3 separate regions of the Arachis hypogaea genome follow, and regions 1 and 3 are each linked to region 2. The links are chromatin contacts, called in public Hi-C maps. All regions are on one chromosome and are shown on one strand. The core of a region is the stretch at or near the end of the contact, and the rest is flanking DNA. Distances in the headings are between cores, read along the strand shown. Region 1 holds the start of LOC112696745 (peroxisomal nicotinamide adenine dinucleotide carrier). Region 2 holds the start of LOC112696751 (aberrant root formation protein 4). Region 3 holds the start of LOC112696753.

What was found. Hi-C and Micro-C count contacts between places; a contact is called where the count stands out from the background.
Region 1: a contact with region 2 is called in a Hi-C map of leaf, with 3 times the contacts expected there. The contact joins the promoter of LOC112696745 here to the promoter of LOC112696751 in region 2. A contact is called at or near these places in 2 of 8 Hi-C or Micro-C datasets (both in leaf).
Region 3: a contact with region 2 is called in a Hi-C map of leaf, with 2.7 times the contacts expected there. The contact joins the promoter of LOC112696753 here to the promoter of LOC112696751 in region 2. A contact is called at or near these places in 3 of 8 Hi-C or Micro-C datasets (leaf and an unstated tissue).

What each region holds. Positions count from the first base shown.
Region 1 is chr6:78,519,190-78,522,622 of arahy.Tifrunner.gnm2.J5K5, reverse strand. LOC112696745 (peroxisomal nicotinamide adenine dinucleotide carrier) reads right to left here and starts at 1,909. Exons shown (of 8, transcript XR_011862373.1): 1 at 1,777-1,909; 2 at 1,034-1,129; 3 at 661-794; 4 at 1-113.
Region 2 is chr6:78,787,357-78,790,865 of arahy.Tifrunner.gnm2.J5K5, reverse strand. LOC112696751 (aberrant root formation protein 4) reads left to right here and starts at 1,771. Exons shown (of 16, transcript XM_029287552.2): 1 at 1,771-2,101; 2 at 2,239-2,278; 3 at 3,489-3,509.
Region 3 is chr6:79,209,894-79,213,006 of arahy.Tifrunner.gnm2.J5K5, reverse strand. LOC112696753 reads right to left here and starts at 1,394. Exons shown (of 4, transcript XM_072197158.1): 1 at 911-1,394; 2 at 704-825; 3 at 412-475. The coding sequence starts at 1,262. The coding sequence ends at 413.

The sequences.
Region 1 (3,433 bases), core at 660-3,159, 270 kb after region 2:
ATAAGTAAGGAGAACATCCCAACTGATCCATCGCCAATGCCTAGCCTTTTCTGTTCTAGTGCAGCCACTTCGGCTTTGTTCCTGAATATTTGATAGAAATAATAATAAACACCCTGTATCATAAAATTGTCGTCATAATTAAAAAATGGGAAAATCTAAATTAAAACATTGAACAGGTATCCAAAAAATATATTACTGGAAAATATTAACCGTTTTTTATAGAAAAGAGTTACATTGCAAATCATACAACATTAAACAAAGAAGTCCTTATCAAAGTATTATCTCAGAGGTGATTTGGGTGAATAAGAAACTAGCTTCTTGCTATTTCTAAGTCATTCTCTCATTAAGCTTATTCAATTTCAACAAGAACAGTCTTCAAGCTTTATTTGAAACTCTTAACACTGGTAGCTATTGTAATAAAATGTACATTGCGATAATGTCATTAAACCTTCGATACACTATTAGTTTAATATTCAATTCTGTTTCAATCAAAATGAGTACTTCGAGAGCATATAATGGTGACTCTACTCCTTCAACCGGAACAAGCCTACCACCTGTCAAATCCTAATGAGATTGTAGCATTACACTTCTGAAATTTTATCCATATTGAAGAACTACTAAACTAAACAATCAAGAGATTTTTTTGGTCTCATTAGATACCTGAGCAAGGGAGGTAGCACAGCTTGTTTTTCCCACACCCCCTTTCCCACCAAGCATGTAATACTTTCTCTCCTTCCCTGCCACCATCTCGTCAAATCTACAAACACCTTCTGTGCAAGATCCTAGTAACCTCACTACATTATTTTTTTAGTTAGAACTTAATTCATCCATCCTAAAATTTCTAATTATACTTTCTTCATAAGAGTGGATTTGTTTTTTTTAGACTTGACAAGAAAGAAAGCAAGTATTAAGTATACTATGCACATTCTCTTCATGTCTCAGCTTTCTCTTCAATTTATCAACATGTCAAGTTTGAAAACATTAATTTATCCTATGTACTGAAAATTTATTTCACTAATAAATTATCACATACATCTTGTATCAAAGCCATTTTCATTTCTCGATTCGATCAACGCCCATTTTTCTGTGCAGGCATTGCTTTGCTCCCTCTACTTTCCATCTTGTCCTACTTTGCACATTCAGAGATAGAATATTTGAAAAGCAGCAAAAAGAAAGAACTAGCTAGAGTCTCTTATATGTTTCTTATGACAAGTAAAAGAACCAAGCTTCCACTTTTCAGATTCGGATAATATTCAAAAAAGGAAGAGAAATTCTATCTGCCTACTACAATTAAAGTAGTTTAAGCATTGAAATCAAAACTCTTTTAGCGTATAGTGTATAACTAATTCTATCTTACAAATTGCCTAAACAAAAGAAAAATTAACACATTACGACAAACAAACAACCAAGGTAAAAAGCAAAAATGAAAAATGATCAAAGCTTATTCAAAATGCAAATATCTTATCAAGGTAAGGCTATTCAAAAAACTTGTTCAGCCAATCAATCTTCAGCAAAAACACGAAAACAAGAAACATTGCATCAATAAAAACCTAACCCCTAAAAAATTCAACCAAAATGAAACTTGATTTAGGAACCTTGATTTCACAAACAAGTTTATAAGAACACAAAATAAAGAACTGTAACTGTTACAAGTTCTTATCATAGAATAGGAAATAGAATTAGAGTTAGTGATGGAATATAGAATAATATAATTAGAGTTAGCAATGGAATTGAATGAAAGAAACATCGATGAAAGAGAAAGGAGATTAAGGTTACCTGCATAGCTGAGGCAAGATCGAAGAGAGAAACGCAGCAACACACGGAGAAGAGCAAGCACTAGTGGAGAGATCGAAGAGAGAAATGCACATTAGGGTTCGAAAGGGAGCGACGCGAACAAGGCTGACGGAAGGGGTGTGACGGAGAAGAACCAGGAAGGGGTACGACAGAGCCTCGGTGCGATGGAAGTTTAGTACAATGGAGGTCCAATGCGACGGCGGTGCAAGGCTGATAGAGGGATGAGTGTGGAGGCACGGGAGTGGGAACTGAAACAGAGAGAAGAATGTGATTTCCAAAACTTTATTTTAATATTTCCGACAAAAAACTTTAAATTACAGACGGATTTTCTGTCTGTAATAATTTAATAAAACTGCAGCGTTTTGTCCATTTAATTATTGACGGATTTTCCATCTGTAATCATTTCCCACGAAAAAAATTAATTTTTCCGACAGAATTATCGACGGATTTTCTTTTCCGTCTGTAATTTATGCTAATAATTCATTTTTTTTATTTTTCGACAAAAATTCCTCTAAAATTCCGTCTATATTTCCGTGAGATAAAATTCATCAAAAATATCTGTCTGTAATAACTAATTTTTTAGTAGTGTTATATATCAGCATAAAAATTTTCTATTTAGATGTTTTACTCATCTTAACTAAACCTTTTCTTTGGAAACATACAACAATAATGAAGCCAGGAGTTGGAATTTGGAAGTAACTCATGGACGTTAAATTTGGATAATATTTATAAATTTATTTTATTTTCAGTTGGATTATATTATTTTTTTTAATTTTATTTAATACCCATGAATATACACACCTCTGGCTCATAGCTAAACGAAGATCCATGATAGATATGGGAAAAAAACGAAAATTTTTTTTAGTTGAAAAAAGTTAACTCCGAAAATTTTTTATTATTTAATTAGTTTGTTACGTGTAGAATGGGTAGTAGCTAGTATGATGATAATTAATTGAAGAGTAAATTTTGTTTGGAAATTAAGAGTCTTGATATGCATATAGCATAGGTCACAATCTGCACGACTTGAAATATCACTTTCTTTAATCTTTATCTAGCAAATATATAACCTCTTTTCTTTTCTTTTTTATCACGAGAAAGATGGATAGATAGATCACTTTCATTCATGATTTTCAGATTCTTAAAAGATGCTAATCTGGGCATTACCTGCTTGTTACGCTCCAGTTCACATTTTCATGCAAAAGTTGCATTGTCCCTCGCCTCAACTCTTAACTTTCTATCATGAAACTTAAGGCTTTCATGAAAAAAAACCAAAAGGTAGAATTGCATAAGCGCATACAAGCAAGTAATATAATCATGGTGATATTTAAATTTTGTCTAACTTATTTTTTATAATAAATTTTGATTTTTTAAAATTATTTATTTTTATATTTTTTAAATTAAATATTAATTTTTAACTTTTTTTAATAAGTAAGTACCACATTTTAAGTACTACAACATTATTCACCTATAATCATAAAATATAAATAACTGTTATAGTACTTAAAAATCTGAAAAGAGTTTTTTAACTTATTAAAAATTAAGAATTAATATTTAATTTATAAAATATAAAAATAAATAATTTTTAAATATTTAAAATTTGTTATAAAAAATAAACTAAATAAAAATAATTCATAGACAC
Region 2 (3,509 bases), core at 522-3,021:
CACAATTCACTTCTCAATTTCACAAATCATTTATCCTCATCATATCATTATCAATCATTATAATTGAACCCAACCTTCACCAATTCATCATAAATCAACATACAACAACATTCAACACCAATCAACCATTTTAATTCAAACCTATCCTATAGGTCACTAGCCTAAGTGTCCATGAATATTATATACTACATAGAGAAAATCAAAACCATATCTTAGTCGATCTCCAATATGCACCAAAACCTCAAAGTGAGCCCAAGACAAGCTTTCAATCACAATCTATGCCACCAAGAATCTTCAACAAGCATCAACAAGCTCCAAATTGACCATAAACAAGCTATATGTACATAAACCATCATAAATCAACCTAGAGCTCATTATAATTGAAATTTCACAAGAGTTTCAATACCTCTTACCTTTTCCAATAGATTTGGATGTTAAAACCCAAAGCTAAGCAAGGATTAGAGTGAACCTAAACATCCAAAATCATAAAAACTCACTTAATCAAAAACCCTAGATTTTCGAAACTTTGAAGGGAGGAACAGAAAAGATTTTGTGGTTACCTTACTACTTTCTTGGGTGGATTTTGTAGAGCTTGTCTCAAGGAATGCGTAGCCACAAATGGTGTGGCGATCGGAGCTCTGTAGCTCAAGATATTGCGAACAGAAGAGAGTGGTGAATAGTGTTTCTTATTCTTCCTCCTCTCCTCTCAAGTTTCTGTTATGTGTGTGTGTTTAATGAAGAATGGGTTCATTAATGAGCCCTTATATATGTTAGGCTTGGGCCCAACTTGGGTCCGGTCCAACCCGTTAGCGTTTTTAGCCCGTTTGGCCTAACTTCGAGCCAAACCTTTAAAATTAATGCCCGGTTTTCCATTTCTAATGTTTTTCTAAGCCTTTCGGCTGGTTTCACTTTTTCTTGTGCAGCACCGGACATACTTGAATCGGTTCGACTGCCTGTTTGCGGTTTTTTACTGTTTTTTCGCAGAAAACACATTTTCTGACTCTGAAGGACCTACTGAGTCCAAAAATTATACTTAAATCCTCCAAATTCTCATCCTAACTTTTCGGAATTAAATTGGGGCATTTAAATAATTTTATTCGTGAAAATTCCGGTTCTTACATGTGGCAAGTGAGATTTTGACATTAGCAAATGAGCCGCGTTATTCTTTTTCTTTTACAAAATAGATCTCCGATCACGGATGAATATTTTTACAGATTTTTAAAATATTTGAGAGTATTTTTGTCTAAAAATGTTATTCGTACACTAAAATCAGTTACTAAAATTAGTTATCAATATATTTTAATATAAATAAATGTGTGATTTAATTTATTTTTAATATGTATTTATATTCTAACATGTATTTTATACTAGTGGTTGATTTTAGTATATACATAATATAATCTAATTTTGCTTATAACAAAATTCAGAGACATTTTTATCAAGATAATTATAATATATTTTTAATAATTTACCGTTATCTTAATTAATCTTACCTTTATAATTTTATTATATATAAAAATAATAATAATAAATAGAAATCATATTCTATTTATTAATAGAATAAGTTTAATAAAGCAATAACTTTTTTTCTTGAATACCTTATAAATTAAAAATTTGAATAATACGAAAATATATGGTTCTAAAAATTAGATTAGACCGATCAATCGAATTGGTTTAATTGAGAACCAACAATTGAAGAATCAGTCAAAAACCGTTGAACCGGCCATGAACTGGCGGTTACATCAGATTGGAAATTGACCGGTTCTTACTAAACGATGCCGTTTTACTAAACAATAAACACCCTAATTTTTCAATTTTACCCTGCCTCCAACTGTTGCTTCTCCTCTCCGTCAACACCGTCGCCGCCTCTAACCACTCCGAGGTTCCCTGCGTCTCTGCTGGCGCCAGCCACTAGTTCGTCGGCGTTCGTCCAGCGCGCTGACCCTCACAACCCGCCGTTCTTCGACGGTGCGTTCGACTTCGCATTCTCCGCAAGGATCGACAAGGCGCTGTTCCCGGCGAGATTCGCTATAGAGATGGATCCCCGTGTCAGGTCTGGTGGCTCGTGTGTTGTCGCCGTCGCGAGTGCGGGGATTATAAGGTGAGGGAGGTCGTTTATCTGTTCAGTAATGTTACCTTGGTTGGAATGAGAATGACAAGTATTGTTATGCAAACTTCTTGGTTGATGCTCGATTTTTCACTACTTACTGGGTTTTTCACTTTTTCCTTTTATTGCAGATGATATATACATAGAAATTGTAGACTGATAATCTCATGGGTAATTCAGTTTGCTGCATTGCATTACTAAGTATCTTTGTTCTAATGAATAAGAAAAAAAAAATTCCCATAAAAAAAATGAATAAGAAAAAAAAATATAAATTGATATGAATCGAACAGGTTCTGCTCTTGTGAACAGGTTTTGCACTTGACTATGGAGTAGATAACTGTTAGTTGTTGAAATTATTGCTTTGTTATGCTGTAAATTAATTTCTTTCTAGCTCTTGACCTCTTGTTAGGAAGTTTCACATGCCACATACTTAATTCTGTGTTGTATGTATTGCAAAGGGTACAATAAAGCTAGGCCGGTTAGCAAAGGAATCAGCAGCCGATGTAAATATTAAACGCAGAGCCAAAGGACTGCTTCCTCGTCCAGTGGGTTATATAACAATTAAGTGTCAATTTTAGTTGTGTCATTCCTTTAATAATTATTTGGCAAAAGGATTTCTCTTATTGCTCAAAAGAATTCCTTTCATTATCTAATATCCATACAAGGAAAACATAATTTAAACCGTATGGGTAGTAATTTTGTACTTCTCTCTCTGTTGCAGCATTACACATTGTTTGAGTGAAAGTTTGGATCAGTAAATTGCATAACCAAAATAATCTATCTGATTGCTGTGTATAATCTTTAGGCTATTTCTTGTGTTTTTTATTTTACAAAGATAAGTTTACTTTTCTTTTTAAGTTTTACACTAATTCTCACTCGTTAGTACTTGTTTCAAATGAATATAACTAAGTTGAAGTGAATTATTCATGTCACTGTATAAAGGTTCGAGCTGTAATAGTTGGATACCCTAATGTTGGAAAGTCATCATTGATAAACCGAAGCGAAGAATGTGCCCTGCAGCCCCCAGACCAAGAGTTACCCTAATCGTTCATGAACTTGTATTCTGTTAAAGTTGAAACTAATGGCTTCTAATGTTGAGTTCTTAACAAGTTTTTGCGAATTTTGATTATTGATGACAAATTTTTATGCTGGCATTTAATATTTAAATATTTCTTTTTACTATTTAACTTTTGAATTTGTATTTTGATAAGATCATATGGCTTTAGTTGATGATATTTCATGTAGTGTTTTAAATTTGGAAGATATTTTAAGATTTATATTAGACTATAATTATATTTTAGGATGTTTATTTATAATTTATTTATTATTTTATTCTAAAACGATTTTTGCGGTTGAATCACGGTTGGACCCGTTGTATCAGTGAACCAGTGACTAAAACAGT
Region 3 (3,113 bases), core at 145-2,644, 420 kb before region 2:
GAAATTTACAACAAAGTGGAAGAAAAGTTGGAGCCATAACAAAACAAACATATTCATACAATCAGTCAACCAAAAGACCGGCACTGATTGCTTCCTGATAACACAACATTTAGAGTGCCATGTATAAGTAGTTTCTACTGCATAAAATAAGAGGCTAAAACTAGCTAGTTGCGAAACCACCTTGTTTTACATTATTGAAATCTCAAACTGGGACTACTTGGAAACACTACAATACTCTGCCAAATGAAGGTGATGTTTCAAAGATTTATCTCTTTAAGGAATTCTCATACAATTATGCAATACATTATTAAAGGGTTGTTTGTGAGCCTCTTCTCCGAAACCAAACTTACGTAAACAAATTTCCATAAAGAATAAGCAAAATAAAAAGAGTGTGATAGCTGCGTGCAAAACCTCAAAAGTTCTCCGGACTGTCATCCAATTGTTTCTCGTCTTCTATATCAACCTCCAAAATCTCCTGAAAATCCAAATAGGGAACATGTTTGGCTCTTGTTCTAGGCTTTTGCATTTGGATTGAACGAAGTAAAGCGATAGAGAATTAGTTATTGTTTAGTCACTTAATAAGAAAGCAATCAGGACAGTGATTCTAAGTTGTGACCAGATACCAATTTTGAAAGAACATAGAGTTTATATTTTATAGTGTTTAATAGTGATTATGGAAAAGGAAGAGAAGAGAGAGAGTTACAGGGATCCTCTGTTTGAGATAATTAGCGACTCTGGCTACGACATCGGAACGCTTGTGCCAAAAGCGACCCTTGAGGCTGATCTTCACGAAAGGTCCATCTAACTCTGCCAATTCAACCGTTCCTGAAAGAAGAAGCATATTCATGAAGAACATATACAATATTATATCTATCCTTTACATATTTCATTGAACAACAAAAACAACAACCAGTGATGCCAACTGAAGTGTCAAAGATCTGTCCCAGCTCCGCGCGAGCATCAACCAACACCTGTCTCACATTGTCTTCTGTGAGGTCGAGTGGCGGCGGAGCCGGGACAGATGCTGAAAGAGGTCTCAGCCTCAACCTCCTCTTCCTCCTCCTGCTCCATGGTTTTTCTTTGCCACGTGTTGTTAGGTGGTCCACTTGTTGAAATGGAGATTTGTGGATAAGTGGGGCAGGGTTATGGTAATAAGTGGAGGTGCATACAGCAGGTGCAGGAGGAGGAGGAAGAGGAGATAATGATGAGAGTGTGAGTGAGGAGGCTACATTGCAACAGAGGCACTTTGAAGGCAGTGACATGATCCTTAAAGGGTCGAGTTATTCTGAGAAAGAGTGGTTGTTGGATACGGATAAACACACTGAAACAGTGAAACCAATTAACCAATATTCCTAAAAAAAATTAAAATAAGTAAGAGCTCTGCATCTGAAATTAAAAGCCCACATAGTTAGCCCGTATTTGGAGACGCTAATCAAAATTTCATCATTTGCGTTTTTTTAGCAATATTTTTTAGAGAATAAATTATTTATTTATATATTATCAAAAATAAATTTAATTATATATTCATTTGCATATAGAGTATCATGTTTGAATTAAACTATAAATAATTAATTTATCGCATCTTGTAACATTTCAAATTTTTGAAAATTAAATAATTAGTTATTTATAAATCATTATATTATATTAAAATTTTATTTTTAAAAAATTATTTTTAATAAAAATAATTAAATAAAAATTTTTTATTATTAAAATTTAATTTAATTATTAATTTAAATTATTTATTAAATACTATTTTGATAGACAAAATTTAAATTAATTTTTTAGAATTATTATTATTATTATTATTATTATTATTATTATTATTATTATTATTATTATTATTATTATTATTATTATTATTATTATTATTATTATTATTATTATTATTTCTTTTCTCTTGGCCAAATGTGCCTTAAGGAAGTAAAGATTAAAAAACAAAGCCAAACGTGGCTATCAGGTATACATGTATATATTTATAATTATGACATATAAGTTCTCTATGTGTCACCTTAACACTAATTAATCATTCCTCTTTCATTAACCATCATTTTTCCAAGCAATACCGAACCATTTTCTTTAGGAAAATAAAGAGAATGTCGTGAGTGAGAGAGAATGAGACACTACTAGAAAATTAGATATTACAAATAGATATTTTTGATGAATTTTATCTCATAGAAATACAGGCAGAATTTTAGAAAAATTTTTTGTTGGAAAAAAAATGAATTAGCATAAATTACAAATAGAAAAAAAATCCGTCGATAATTCTATCAGAAAAATTAATTTTTTTTCGTAGAAAATAGTTACAGACAAAAAATTTGTCTGTAATTAAATGAAAAAACGTTGCGTTTATTAAATTATTACAGATGAAAAATTCGTCTGTAATTTAAAATTTTTCGTCGAAAATATTGAGTTAACCTTAACTCAGATCCTATCCTCTCGATCTATTCACACTCCACACAAATTGTCGCCAAAGAGCTTCTTCCTCTCTCTGTCCAACGCTTTTTCCATCACATGAGCTTCTTTCGCTGCCGCCGCTCTCTCCATCGCTCCGTCCACGATCTCATTATTGACCTCAGCAACGGCCATTCGCTGGTCATCCTCATCCACCGGTTCAGGTATGGTTTTGCATGACTTTCAATTTTTGAATTCTTCTCATTTGAAATCATAATGGAGACTTGCGTCCACGAGCTTCTTCTTCCCCTGTTGCTGCCGCCGCTTGCATTTTCTCATTGCACGAGTTTCAATCACATCCAATTCGAATCAATTCAATAATGGTCGTCATGGCTTCACCTTCTTCCAGAAACCAGACGCCGTCCTCCTCGCGCTCCTTTTCTTACCCCTTTGCTTGATACACCTTCGCCAATTTCGCTCCCGGAGCCTACCCCCTCGTCCCCACGTGCTTCTCCTCATCCTTTGGCCACCATCGGCGTTTTTCTTCCACCTCTTCGCCACAGTGTCCAACATCGTCATCTGTGAGATTCTCCTCGGAGCAACCACCAGGCTCTCTCGGGCAACACTCCGCGGCTATAAAGAGGTATACTCTAATTTTATGATTCTGTGCTTAGGCTCAATTTTTCTGTGCCAATTTTAGTTTTATCAATTTTTCTTTGCAG